Linked DNA regions of Mus musculus: all the other regions are linked to region 2. A link is a contact called in public HiChIP or PLAC-seq and promoter capture Hi-C data. All regions are on one chromosome and are shown on one strand. Each heading gives the region's core, a stretch centred on a gene start, on an enhancer-like site or on the middle of the called end of the contact. The rest is flanking DNA. Distances are from core to core; before and after follow the strand shown. Region 1 holds the start of Reep1 (receptor accessory protein 1). Region 2 holds the start of Fabp1 (fatty acid binding protein 1, liver). Region 3 holds the start of Chmp3 (charged multivesicular body protein 3).

What was found. Promoter capture Hi-C pulls out the DNA fragments that hold promoters and counts their contacts. HiChIP or PLAC-seq counts read pairs in DNA pulled down with a chosen protein or histone mark.
Region 1: a promoter capture Hi-C map of 3T3-L1-derived adipocytes shows a contact between it and region 2, with 8 times the contacts expected there. The contact joins the promoter of Reep1 here to the promoter of Fabp1 in region 2. A contact is called at or near these places in 14 of 39 promoter capture datasets (the 3T3-L1 cell line, 3T3-L1-derived adipocytes, the C10 cell line and 9 more).
Region 3: an H3K4me3 HiChIP or PLAC-seq map of bone marrow-derived macrophages shows a contact between it and region 2, with 3 times the contacts expected there. The contact joins the promoter of Chmp3 here to the promoter of Fabp1 in region 2. A contact is called at or near these places in 1 of 115 datasets of contacts at active chromatin or transcription factors (bone marrow-derived macrophages) and 2 of 9 other capture datasets (adipose tissue and pancreatic islet).

Annotation. Positions count from the first base shown.
Region 1 is chr6:71,704,719-71,709,181 of GRCm38.p6, forward strand. It overlaps Reep1 (receptor accessory protein 1), which reads left to right and starts at 2,963. Exons shown (of 7, transcript NM_178608.4): 1 at 2,963-3,283. The coding sequence starts at 3,252.
Region 2 is chr6:71,196,841-71,201,493 of GRCm38.p6, forward strand. Fabp1 (fatty acid binding protein 1, liver) reads left to right here and starts at 3,039. Exons shown (of 4, transcript NM_017399.5): 1 at 3,039-3,153. The coding sequence starts at 3,087.
Region 3 is chr6:71,542,198-71,547,078 of GRCm38.p6, forward strand. Chmp3 (charged multivesicular body protein 3) reads left to right here and starts at 1,655. Exons shown (of 6, transcript NM_025783.4): 1 at 1,655-1,836. The coding sequence starts at 1,792.

The DNA of each region.
Region 1 (4,463 bases), core at 1,713-4,212, 510 kb after region 2:
ACCTGCAAAGCTTACCCATCACGCATGCCCAAGAAGGAAACAGCATGGGGCAGCACTCCACTGTCTTCCTCAGGATACCTCCTCAAACCATAGTTTTTGAGAATTTAAACTTTTTTCCCAACACAGAGGATTGAACTCCAGGCCTTGCACATAGTAGGCAAGCCTGCTACTGAGCTATCCCAGCCTTTCCTCCTAAGTGTGCTGTTGTTTTCCTAAGGGTCTCACTAAGTAGACCAGGTTGGCCTTGAGCTCTCTCAGTAGCCCAAGCCAGCCTCATCCTTGCAAGCCTCCTTTCTCAGCCTCTTCAACAGCTGGAACTATAGGCCTAGGCCTGTGCTCCCAAGGCCCTGGGGAGCTGCACTAGTGCATCCCTCTACCCCTCAAAATGGCTGATAGGTCTCCTGGTCTCATTAGTGTGTGTGGTGGAAGAACATGGAGAGAAGCGTGGGGAGGACTCAGAAGATCCTCCTTGCTTGGTTGTCTTGTTGTGGTTTTGGAATATGTATGATGTGTATATGGTGTGTATGTGTATGGTATGGTGTGTATGGAGTGTGTGTGTGTGTGTGTTACGTATATGTACTTCTATGTGTATGGTGTGTAAATCAGAGTTAAACCTCAGCTGTCTTTCTCTTCACCATTCACCATGTTTGGGGCACAGGGCCTCTCACTGGCCTAGAGCACACCAAGTAGTCTAGGCTCTGCTTGTCCAGCAAGCCCCAGGGATCCATTCTTTGACCTCTGTCTCTGGATTACAAGTTTTTATTTGTAACCCAGCTTCTAGGGATCAAACTTAAGACCTGTGCTTGCAAGGCAGGTATTTCAGCGACTGAACATTGCACAGTCCTTGCTGGTTTTTAAAATTTTTGTTCATTTTATTGTTCTTATTATTATTACGGATGTACACTGCGGTACCAAGCTTGTCTGTGGTGTTTTGTTATTTGAGATACAATCTCACATTTGTAGTCTAGGCTGGCCTCAGACTCATGACCCTGCCCCTTCCTCAACCTCCCAAGTTCTGGTATTACAGGCATCTATCACCGTGCCTGGCTTGGCCTTAGGGTATCACTGTCTGGTAAGTTTTCCAAGCTTTTCTCTGTTTAATTTTATAATCTCTAGTAAAGTATGGTGAGGCCAGACAATTAAGACAGAACTTGGAAAGAATTCAGGTTTATTTTACTTGTTTTCATCCCTAGAGAGAGCACAAACCATGTAGGCCGCTCAGCTGAGCTTACCACAAGGCAGCAGGAAAGAGGGAGCCATAACAAGGGAGTACTAGGAAGGCAAGGCCAGGCAGGTTTATGATTTCCTAATCTGAGTAACTTCAGTGGGCACTGGAACACAGAAGCATCTCTGGCAGCCTCCCACATAGGTGTATTGTGGCCTGCGGTATGAGGGTTCTATAGAGGAAGTGGTTTGGAACATGAGATTCAATAGCTGCCCAAAAGCGAAATGACCAACCTCCAAATGCTTCAACATTACATTAACCCCCTCTATATCACAAGTAGTTTATGGGTTTTTTTTTGAGACAAAGAAGACATACAGACAAAGAGAAATGAAAGAAGACAACTCTCTCATAGCCCCTTAATTGTCAGAAAGTATTTTCTATCTGTATGTTCATACACTTAAGGGGGGTGAGGGAGAGAGACTGAGACAGACTTGGAATCATGTAGTCCAGGCTGGCCTTGAACTCCCAAGTAGCCATGAATGACTTTGAACTCGCCTTCCTGTCTCCTCCTCCTGAGGGTGAGTGTTACAGGGTCAATTACCACGCCTGGGATTTGGAATGAGGGGGTTGGGATGGCCTTAGGATACTAGCCTGGGCTCCTGTTTCTACCTCCCAAGAATTGGAGTCATAGGCACATGTCACCGTGCATATTCTATCATATTTGAAGGCACTGCCAAAGTCCAAAGTCACCTTGCCTCTGCAAGAAGCCTCATTGGGCAGAGCTCCTTTAGAAAAAGCTATAAACTAGGTCTCTACAGAATTTCTCACACTGGGCACTGAATTTTACACAACTGAATATCTGCAAAGAAGAGCAGGTCACTGGAACCTAAACTACTGGAGGGAGGGAGGGAGCAGCAGAGCCCAGGGATAAAAAGGACAAAGGCTTTCAAGTGCTATTGAAGTTGGTTCAGGTCCATCCTCAGGATGAGCAAAGCAAGTCACAAAGCCTGGCTGCAAAATTTAAAGGGACACCATAAAATTCCGTGATCAAGACAAATCCTATATGATGCAATATTTTAAAAATGCATTGACGTGTTGATACTGAACGCGGTTTCCATTTTGCCCAAGATGCCACATGGCTCTGTTAACACTGCTGGGTCATGATGTATGATGCCCTTCGGCTCTCATAGCCCTCCGAGCTGAGGCTGGAGGACGAATCAAAGACAGAAGTGAATGTATGGACAGGGAATGTCTGAGGTGTGGGTCTGTGAGACCGCTCCCCTAGTGCTTGCCGCCATGGCTGATGATGGCCCGAGCTATCACCGGGACAACTGCATTGAACTGACTCCTGCATGTTGACCTCTGACGTGTGTGTGTGTGTGTGTGTGTGTGTGTGTGTGTGTGTGTGAGAGAGAGAGAGAGAGAGAGAGAGAGAGAGAGAGAGAGAGAGAGAGAGAGCTGCAGTAGAAACAACTGAAGGGACACGCGGTGACTGGTGATGGGGTTGCAGTCAAAGAGATCGAGTTGGGACACTAGAGCTGTCAGTAGGCAGACACTTGCTGAGATGTTGACTTATGGGATGCTAGTTGAAGGCTTCAGGTTTCTCCTGAGGCTAGCGTATTATCTAAGTGAAGAATGACAGAACCTCGTCTAGACAGGTGTAGGCAGGATTTCAAAGTCCAGATTCAGACCTCAGTTTCCCCACTTCACCTAGTGAAGGTGAGGCAGCCCTCCCTGGGGGTTCGGAGGCCCAGTGCACTGAGCCACCGCACCACACGGTTTCACAAGGAGGGCGGAGGAGGACCCGCCCTGGCTGCAGCTCTGGGGCTGGGACGATCGGAGCAGGGGCGGGTCGCGCTGGTGCCCTCACCGCTAGCCGCCCAATCGCCGTGGGCCCGCGGAGCCCCTGGGGGCTGGGGCAGCGGGCGGAACGTGCCGCGGCTGCGCCAACGCGCGAGCGCGGGGCCGGACCGGGCGGGTGCGCTCAGTCTGGCGGCAGCGGCGGTGCACAGACAGACAGACGTGCCGGGAGCGCAGCACCGCCCGCAGCCCAGCAATCCGGGCCGCGCCAGCCCGCCCGCCCGCCATGGTGTCGTGGATCATCTCCAGGCTGGTGGTGTAAGTGGCCTCTTCTCCTGTGTCCCTTCTTCCCTTCCCTCCCGATCCCCATGTCCCCTTAGGGCCGCGCGCCCCTGCGAACCACCAGCCCCGGGTCGCTAGCTATTAATACCCGGCGGTCGCTAAATTTAGCAGGTACAGTAGCTGCCTGGGGACGCGGGCAGCGCGAGGCGGCGTAGGACGCGCGACGCTACAGACCCATGGGTAGCCGCGGGCGCAGGCGGCGCCTTGCAGGGAGACCGGGGCGTGGGTCCCCGCACGATGGTGGAGTTGCCGGGGCTGGGCAATGGGTCTCGCCTTCTCTCTGTTGCTTTGTTCCATTCCGGGTGGGGCGGATTTGCAGAGGCCCCGAGTGGGTGCTCCACGCGTTCTCTCTCCTTTGGAAGAAAATGCCTTGGGCTCGCCTGCCGCCGCGCTTTGTCGGGTGAAAATGACATACAGTCCAGACAAGCCAGGGGCGCTGCCTGAAGGGGTCATCGCGGAGATGAGTAGCCAGATGGAGGTGGGGCACTCAATGAAGTGGGAAAATACTCCTTTTTAGGTTTTTCAAATAGACAGAGGCAAAGGCAGGTGGCAAGTACATTAGTGTGCATCTTGGAGTAGATGTCTTCCTTCCTCTTGCCTGCTCTCCTTTGCAGGGGTTTGAGAGACAGGGGCAGGCATCTCTAGGAATGCACAGGGAAATTTCCGAGTGACAGACAGCACCCCTTCCCCCCACCCCCCAAGGGCGGTGGCAGTGATACCTCCCAGGCGGTGCAGGAGAGCAGAGTCATCTGGGGTGAGGCCTGTATGAAGTCCTTGGGGGATGTGTGATGGGGACTTTTGTTTTATTTCCAATATTGCCTCTCACCTTTCTTACCTGGATCTGGAAGATTGATTTAGCACCTGCTTAGGGGACCTGGGACTGAAATGGGTCTGGGGGTGGGGGGGCTTGGATGAGGAACACGTGCCCAGCATTTTCTTTGTCTAAGAAAGAGGGGCTATTAACTCCCTTTGACAGTGCAGGGCACACACATCTCTTTTCTCCTCTTCTGAACTGATTTGCAAAGCCATCCAGGAGAGCCGTCTTTAAAGTCCTGGCCATTGTCTCCCAGGCATCATTCTGCCCATTGCTCCCAAAGCCCATCAAGTTACTCCACAAGGGTCTCTCCAACAGCTGTTGTCAGCTGCTGGGGGTTTG
Region 2 (4,653 bases), core at 1,789-4,288:
TCTTGTCCTGGCTCCATTTTGTGTTTTCTTAGATAGCTCTCGGCCCTCTTCCTCATAACAGTCACACCAGCCTTGGCAACACATATGAGATTTTCACGACCCTGACTATGGTCCAGATGTATTAAGTTTATACAAACTTAACACAAAATAAACTAAGTGAAGAAGGTATAAGTCAAAAATAATTGTAATGAAAATAATTACTAAGATAATTACTATGAACTGTCAAAAAATGAATGTTTCATGGTTACTCTGACCCTCACCTAGCTTTATATAAATTATGATTTCTGTGGGGTTTGCCTTTTAAAATACTGTCTCCCTGACCTTTAGTACCAAGAGACACTGAGAAATTAGCTCACTCTTGGTCACCAACCAAAATTAAAGAACTCATATACTCTTAGTTGACTTAGTCTGTGTGTTTGTCTGTATTGTTCTCTGTGGATTATTTCAGTGTGGGAACCATGAAGCTTCGTGTCTTCAGCATTATTAGAAGAGGGGTGATCAGGAAAAGCAGAGTGGTCAACTCTGCCGGCACCAGGATCTGCTTCTGCTATGTTCAACTGATGTCTCTGCTCTGGTCAACTGTGCCAGGGCCAGAATCTGCCTCTGCTACACTCAACTGATGCCTCTGCTCTCATCATGCCAAAGGTAATGACCTCACCCAAATCAGGTACATATAAATACCACCTGTCAGGGGTGAATGAGGTCTCAGACCGTGTAGATTCCAACATTTGGCTGGATCAGAAGCAGCAAACTGCAGAGGTTCTGGGGAATCTGTGCGATTGAGGTGATAGTGTACACCCCTACTGTAGGCTGGCATAGCTGTTCGTCCTAAGACATCTTCCTGAGCCACTGATGCACTTAACATGAGCTCTTATCAGTTCAAATTCCTCCCCCTCATTCTCACCCACCAGAACTGTAAGGCCTACAGGCGGACACTGCAACCCAGCACGTTTCTGGGTGGAGTGTAGAGCAGCGGCAAGGCAAATGGGCCGGGTATCCAGAGCATTTTGTCATTTTGGCGATTATGATGCAAGTGGGAGGGAACTGGCCAAGAACAGAGAGGACTCCATGCGAGATCTGTCTCTGTGGGCTTAGCACAGGCTGGGGATGGCAGAGCAGGGTTACAGAGAGAAAAGAGAGAAGAGAGAGGTGGGCTCTCAGGGCTGGAGCAACAGTTTCCATCCCTTTCACGCCTATTCCCACTGGCCTCTCAACCAAGCTGCAGGCACACATTCGTACTTCCCCTCAAGTCCCCTTGCCTCAGAGCTCATGTGATTCACTGATTACAGGACCAGCTTGCTGATCTCACTACTCTGTATCTCCTACTACTTCTGCACCACAAGAGCCGTGGCCGCGTTATCTTTTGGAGGTTTCTCTTTGCTGAACCATCACTGATTGAGCTCATTTCATGTGCTCTCCATCAAGACTCCCAAGGAAGGAGCACAATGAGGAAGAATGCAGAGAAGCCAGCCCAGCTGAATGGAGGAGACAGAATGGGGGTAGGCCCACTAGCTGGGAGGAGTTACAGGGAGGCAGACAGCTGGAGGACAGGAAAAGTGTAGAAGAGACACAAATTCAAACATAGAGGAAGAAATACCCCGACACCTTCAGCTGGCCTATGCCTGTGACCTCTAGGGAAAGGTGGGTGATGAGGCTGGGTTTGGCAAGCCTAACAGCCTCACTAGAAGCTTAGACAATGGCAGTCATTTTGCAAGACAAAAATGAAAGCAAAGTGCAAGCTCTATTTTGAGCAGTCATCACAGTCAGGACAGTAGACACAGACCTTCCACGCTATCCGGGGCCTGTCACTGCTAGAGCAATAGGGACCATGGGTTCAAAACTGAGGCATGGCATACCCCAGCCTCAGATTTATAAGTCTATGTAGCCTCGGGGCAGAAAAGACTAGAGGATGGAGGGCCGATGGCTGTGAGTAATGAGGCTGATGCTAAAGTCTAAACAGAAGAGAAATAGGCTGTGAAGTGGCACTTGCTGAGAACTGCCTAGGATGCTGGAATGGGGAGATGAAGATGCTCTGGGTGACAATTCCCCCATGACAAACAAGAACATCAGAGATCTTTGGAAGCATCCTTAGGCCTCTTCCCCAAGGCCACTTCTAGTCAGGCTGAATGCCCGTGTACCATCTTAGTGCCCTGTTCTTAGTTGTGAGGCAGGGATGGGACAAAGTCAGCAGGTAATGCCATCTTTCTTGGCTGGACTTGTCTCTAGCAGATAAAATAATCTAAGTTTTCAGACTGCTGCTTTAGTTAAAGAGCTTACACCTGCTGACAGTAGATGCCTTCAAAGGGGAGGCTTGTCTGGACTAAGGCTTGCCTGGACTGAGACTTGCCTGGATTGAGGCTTGCTTGGAATCATTGAAGAAGAATTCTCAAAATACAAAACAGCTTTAAGGACTGATAAAATGTATGTAAAATTATGTTTGTATAATAATAAAAAATGAGAAATAAACATAAGGTTATATGAAAAAGGTTTTGAGTTCAAAGGTATTTCTCCCCATGTAATGCGCGCGCACACACACACACACACACACACACACACACACACACGTATGTGTGTTTATGTATGTACATATGGATATGTAGTGACATGTATATAAATATATGCATACATACAAGTGTACACATGTACAAACACATACATATGTGCACTTAGGTATATATGCATATGTGCATTGCTGGAGATGTGATTCACATGTTTCTAAATTATTTCTAAATGTATGTATGTTGCACATACATACATTTGTCAACATACATTTCAACCATGCACACTTATTTCATGAGTAGGGTTAAGTCACCATAAAGGCAACATTTACAGAGAGCTTTGCCCTTGGTTGGACTCACTAATGTTTGCTGAATTAGAACAAACCTCTGCCTTGCCCACTCTGATTTTTATCGTTGACCATTGCTCTCAGGAGTTAATGTTTGAGCCTGGCCATAAATAAATCGACAATCACTGACCTATGGCCTATATCTGAGGAGGAAGAATCCCCTTATAAAATAGGCAACAGTGGGTGACCTGGCAGGCAGAGCTGTTGTGGTCAGCTGTGGAAAGGAAGCCTCGTTGCCACCATGAACTTCTCCGGCAAGTACCAATTGCAGAGCCAGGAGAACTTTGAGCCATTCATGAAGGCAATAGGTGAGTGGTGATTATGACAGCAACGAGGGGCTAGCCCTACTATCAACAGATAGTCCAGGTCTGGTGTTGAGGTGGAAGGAGGGGTCCAGGCTATACCGAATTGAGGAGTTCTCCAGTGACTCTCCTGCTCTCTTGTTACTTTTACTGCTCCCCACTGGACAAAGCTACTCCAGGGAAGTGGAAACAACCCTACATTGGAAGATGAACTGGTTCGAAGTGTGTGTCTCATGGCACTTTATTCTAAGACCTTGTTCCTTCACTCACTTTCTAGCAAACATTGATTCAAGGCCAACCATACGCCAACCCCATGCTTGTACATATACCAGAGAGACAGAGTGTGATAGGCTACAATCCTGACCAATGTTCAGAGACAAAGCTACAATCTTGACCAGTTATTTGGAGATAAATGGAATGAAGTGTCTCCTAATATGTATGACTCTATACCAGGCATTGCCATGCAATGCCCACAGTAAATACTCACCATAAAACTGAGCTGTTTTCCCATTTTACAGTTGAGGCGACTGGGGTAGGTGAGGTAGCTGTGATGAGGCTCACAGTTTAGAGAGTGTTTGTGTTGGAGTTAGAAGCAGGTGCTGGGTCCCAGAGACCCTATTTAAACACCCTATGTCTCCCAGGGTACTCAGGTACGGGGGAGACTGTGATGATGAAAGCTGAGCCTGGAACCAGGGAGAGAAGAGTATATAACAGGAAGAAAGAGGCCTGTGGGCAGAGGGGGAAGTGGAACAAAGGGGGTTACCAACATGGAAAAGATGAGGAACAGCAAGAGTGGGGAAAGGACTCTCGGGTCATCCTAGGACTCAGAGCTTCTTTTGCAGACAAGTCAAAGATCATGAATGTGAGGATCCCTTAGTTTTGCAAGGGACCCTCCACTGTCACTGTGAACTCCCCGGTTCTTGTGAACTCCTGTTCATGTAAAAGCACAGATTTGTTCTGAAATCTGAAAAGCCCTATTCTAGGGTAAAGGATTTTTGTACATTACCCCCAAGAGCCTTGACTCCAGAGGCCACAGCAAGTTTGCCAGGCATGGTCCTACTTTGTGCATGGCCTAATTATCTGTAGCTCCCATATCACTTCAAAGGTAATTGGATTTGGAAGCTAAACATTCTGGAGGATGAAGTGTTCCCACTCTAAGAGCCAGGCCACTAAAGAAGGAGGGATCTGTGGGGGGTGGAGGGGAGGATGAGTAAGAAGCAGGGAGCCACAGAGGGAAGGGTCTTTACAACAAATGAATCGCTGGGCTGAGAATGTGGCTCGGTTGGTAGAGTGTTTGCCTAGCATGCATGAAGCCCTGGGTTCAATCCCTTGCACCATATAAGCCAGGTACAATGGCACATGACTGCGATTTTAGCACTAAGGATGTGGAAGCAGGAGGATCAGACACTCAAGGTCATCCTCCACCATAGAGTGAGTTAAGGCTAACCTAGGCTGCAAGAGACCCTGTCTCAAAAAATAATAGTACTAACTGGCAAAGTACTAGCA
Region 3 (4,881 bases), core at 405-2,904, 340 kb after region 2:
CTTCTGCCTCCAGAATGTCCCACAGTCTATCCTACTCTTTCCTATATGCTATAGGTTTTTTCTTAATTGACATGTGATGCATCTATACAATGCATGAGACATTCTCTATAACAGTGACTTAGATTTATCCTGTAAATTTAATGGAACGTAGAAGGGCTGAAGACAATGTGGTCATCCCCTATGTGGGTCTTTCCAACTGAGCTTTTAACCAGAGTTGGGACTTGTTGTCTTGGGCTTCTCTTTGAGGCTACTGCTTGTGCTGGGGAGATTCTTCTGACCCTCCCTTTGTTGTGTTCGAGTACCCCGATATGAGAATACCTCTTATCTATAGTGTCTTTATGATCAGACTTTCTAAATTAAAAGAGGCAAGTTTGCTAAAAGCAAGGAGAATTAGTTGTTGGAGTGGTAGGAGGAAAGGGCTGGCTTGGTAGCAAATAAACAAATACTCTGAAAACAAACAAAAGTAAACAAACCCTCCCTCTGCATGAGAACAAAATAACAGGGTATCCAACCAGTTCAGAATAAACCAATGGACCATTGACAAAACACAAGGAAGGCCAAAGCTCAGAAGGAATTCAGCATCCACCTGAAGACGCAGCACAGCCAGGCACAGAACGCTTCATGTTCGTACCTGGTGCCCACCCGGGTGAAAGTGTGAATTAAAATGGGCAAAGTGGATGGCAGGTGCCATAAGTATGCCAGTTTAGTTCCTTTGTGTTTTAAAAGAGATTAGGAAACAAAAATCAGTAAAGGCCAAGGGAAGAGTCAGAGGAATGGATGTGGACAACATATCACATTCATGAATGAAATTCTCCAACAATAACATTTTAAAAATAATAAAGAAAATTAGGAGTCTGATTTCCTCTCCACCCAGCCAGTGGCCATATTACAATTTATAGAAAGCTATGATATGAAAGCCAGAACATATGCAGACTTAACTGTAAGATATACTAACTGGTTCCTTCCCAGAGGGAATAGACAATGGACCCAGGTTGCCTCTGTTCCATTAGAGAATATTTATGTTTATCATTAAAGTTTCAGTAAAGAAAATAGGGTTTTTTTTAAAAAAGATTTCCCCGGTGTTTGTTTTTTAAAGGTAAGATGAGGCTGTAGAAGTGGCTTCCTGTTCTTCCAGGGGCCCAAGTTTCCTTGCACAGTTCCTTGTCTATGAATCCATTTCTTTAATGTGTGCAGAATGCAAGTCTTTTGTTATCTCTTCTTTAAAAGTTAGTTTCAGCTGACTCGTGCAGGTCTGTTTAACCTTAATCTTACAAGCGAAACAAATGTTATAATCTGTTGAATCAATCCCTTCTTCTCCAGCTTCAGCATAAGATCACTGCTAGAACTTTTAAGACTTCCTACAAAGGGGAAAGAAGGCGATGTCAAGTTTTCGAGTAGGTGTGTAGATTTGCAGTCTGTGAGGTGACTACGGACCCAAAGAGAAACCCATCCACAAATATCTGGGAAGTGGTTGTAAATATGCGTGACAGCGTTGAGATATATATTTCTGGGCTAGCTGACAGGTTTTGGGTGTAGGCAATAAATATCTTAAGAGTTACTTCTATACTTCACTTAAGCTCCCTTATGAGCAATGGTGTCATCCACACTGTAGAACCCCACCCAACTTAACTCTGCGCCTGCGCCGCGCGCGTGCGTACTAGCCCTGCTGCCGCCGCGCCCTTCTCTGGGCGTCTGATTCCCTTCCTCCCAGCCCCGCCCAGGCGGCTGCCCGTGACCTGCCTGGGCGCAGGGAACGGAAAGTCGGAAGGGGTAAGAGGAGTTCAGTTCATCATGGGACTCTTTGGAAAAACCCAGGAGAAGCCTCCCAAAGAGCTGGTAAGGGCCAGCGACCGGGGAAGCTCCGCAGCGGAGGTGGGAACAGCCAGCTGCGCTCTCAGGCTGGCCCCTATTTCCGGGGCCTTCCACTCTGCCGAGGGGCCGAGGGAAGAGTTTAGGATTGGGATGTGAGGAGAAGCGCGCCTTGGCCGCTCGGCGTCCGACCCGGGTGTGTAGGGCCTGGTTAGGAGCACCTCGGCCTCGCCCCCAGGCGCTGGAGGCGCCACGCCGCCGGGCCCCGAGGAAGCACTCTCTCCCCTGCGCGCGGTGGTACGGGCCGCCCGGAACCTTTCTCCTGCGCAAGCCCCGCCCCCGCGCCGGCCTGCAGACCACCCGGAGGACTTGCCCTAGACCGGAAGGTTGTGTGCGGTGAACCGGGTCGGAGCCCCCAAAAAGTCCAGGCACCTGCCAGGCAGGTCCTTTTCTCGCTCTCCTCTGTGTGCAGGGAAGCCCGACTTGTGTTTATTCTAGAAGCTCAGTTCTCTCAGGCCCTACCCATAAGGATGCTACCGAAAACAGTTCGGATCCTACTCTGAATCCTTAGATCTGCCTATCAATTGAGTTATTTTAGAAACCAAGTATCAGCCGCCTAAGTTTGAGTCCTACTTTTAGACGTCTCGGCTCTCTGATCTCGAAAAACTTGTCCGAGACTTCTCCTATGTCAAGTAGGAAGAGTGCTACCGCAGTAATTGACCATTGAAGGATGTGAAGTTTGAGCTAGTAGTGGTAGTGAAGGTGCATTCTTTTTTTTGTTTTGTTTTTGTTTTTTTCGAGACAGGGTTTCTCTGTGTAGACCTGGCTGTCCTGGAACTCTCTTTGTAGACCAGGCTGGCCTCGAACTCAGAAATCCGCCTGCCTCTGCCTCCCAAGTGCTGGGATTAAAGGCATGCGCCACCACCGCCCAGCGTGAAGGTGCATTCTTTACACACCCAGCCTTATTACTGACCACCAGTAGTCGCACCAACAGTACCAGCTCCCAGCACATAGCACTTGTGGGGTCCCATTCCAGACCTACTAAATCAGATTTAAATTATGACTATCCCGAGTGGTTAGAATGTGCCTTGACCTTTGAGAAGCACTGTTTCTACAGCACTCAAACTTGTCCTTCTAAACCTTTAGTTCACTTATGGAAGTGTAGCTGTCAAGCCAGTCTAATTAACGTTGCCATTTTCCGGTGCGTGTTCTTTTTTTTTTTTTTTTTTAAGAGGGGTACTTTACTAGAGGAGAAATTGACATTACATTCTTAGCAATGACACTTATTATTTAAAATAATGGAAACGTTAAACGAGTAATGTACATACCAGGCATAAGTTTAAATAGTAATAAGACTGTTTTCTTTAGACTATCTCAACTTATGGATGACAAAGCTAAAGCCACACACTAGTAATGATTTACTTATCTTCAAGAAGAGTATACAAATACCACAAAATGGTCTACATAATGTTCTGAAGTGAAATTGTATGCTTGTCTCATTTAAGTTCCACATGTTCAGTTTTATACGAGAGAGCAAAATGTAACAGGTGAATGAAAGTTCTTAATAAGAAAAGGTTTTAAGAGATGCAGTGTGGCCTGCAGTTCAGCTGCTTGGTCATTTTCAGGACATTCCTGAAAGCAAGAGTTCAAGGGCAGACTAGACAGTGGCTCAGAAAGCAAAGATTTTTCGGGAAAGTCTGGGTGTTGTAGTTTCTGAGACATTACCATGCATTCGTTTTAAAAATTTAATCCCCACATTAAAAATGAAAGTAACATTGTAAAAGTAAAGACTTTAGAGTTGGCTGTTCATCATCCTGCAAGGTCTGTGTCTTGCCCTTAACTTTTTCCGGTGTGTTATTTTATGTGAAATGGAAGTTGGATGTAAACTTGATGAGATCCAAGTTAAACTAATTTAGCAAGAATGTCTGGGCGCGTGGTGGCGCACACCTTTAATCCCAGCACTCGGGAGGCAGAGGCAGGCAGATTTCTGAGTTTGAGGCCAGCCTGGTCTACAAAGTGAATTCCAGGACAGCCAGGGCTATACAGAGAAACCCTGTCTCGAAAAAAAAAAAAAAAGTCTCACAAGGAAGTGTGAACTTCGTACTATGTACATGTTAAAAAATAGTTCTGGGTGTGTACTGGCTAGTTTTGTGTCAACTTGACACAGGCTGGAGTTATCACAGAGAAAGGAGATCCAGCTGCAAGGCATTTTCTCAATTAGTGATCAAGGGGGAAAGGCCCCTTGTGGGTGGAACCATCTCTGGGCTGGTAGTCTTGATTCTATAAGAGAGCAGGCTGAGCAAGCCGGGGAAGCAAGCCAGTAAAGAACATCCCTCCATGGCCTCTGCATCAGCTCCTGCTTCCTGACCTGCTTGAGTTCCAGTCCTGACTTCCTTTGGTGATGAACAGCAATGTGGAAGTGTAAGCCTAATAAACCCTTTCCTCCCCAACTTGCTTCTTGGTCATGATGTTTTGTGCAGGAATAGCAACCCTGACTAAGACAGGGTGGAAATGAAAGAGATCACCAGTCTGTGTCTGGGCAAGGCAAACTTCTGTTATGGATCAGGAAGGTGTGCTCAGAAGAGTCAACTTACAGAGACAGCAAGTACACCTGGTTTTTATTCTTACTCAGGTGGTAACTGTGCCTTTTCCACACTGATTGGGGTCTGACCTCACAGTCTTATTCACTCAGCTTGCTTGAAAAGAATTGCCACACCAGAAATGAAGAAAGGGGGTGTGTGTGTCACTGCTCCATCTAATTCCTGGAGAGCAGTAGGAGGCCTTTGTATAAACAAGGGTGTTGGGATGGGAGTTTGAAACATTTGTATAAAAAGTCTTGTAAGGTGGGGAAGACTAAAAGATTTGAATTCCTTCTAAACACAAATTTAATATTTCTTTAATATTATTACTAATAATATAAGTAATAAATTATAATAAAATTATAACTAATAAAGTAAGACTATTTCTAGCATATTATGTTGGGCATATGATAAGTAGTTTCATTTTGTTTGTTTGTAGAGAGGTTCTTGTTCTGTGTGCTGTATGGTTTCTGTCAACTTCACACAAACCTAG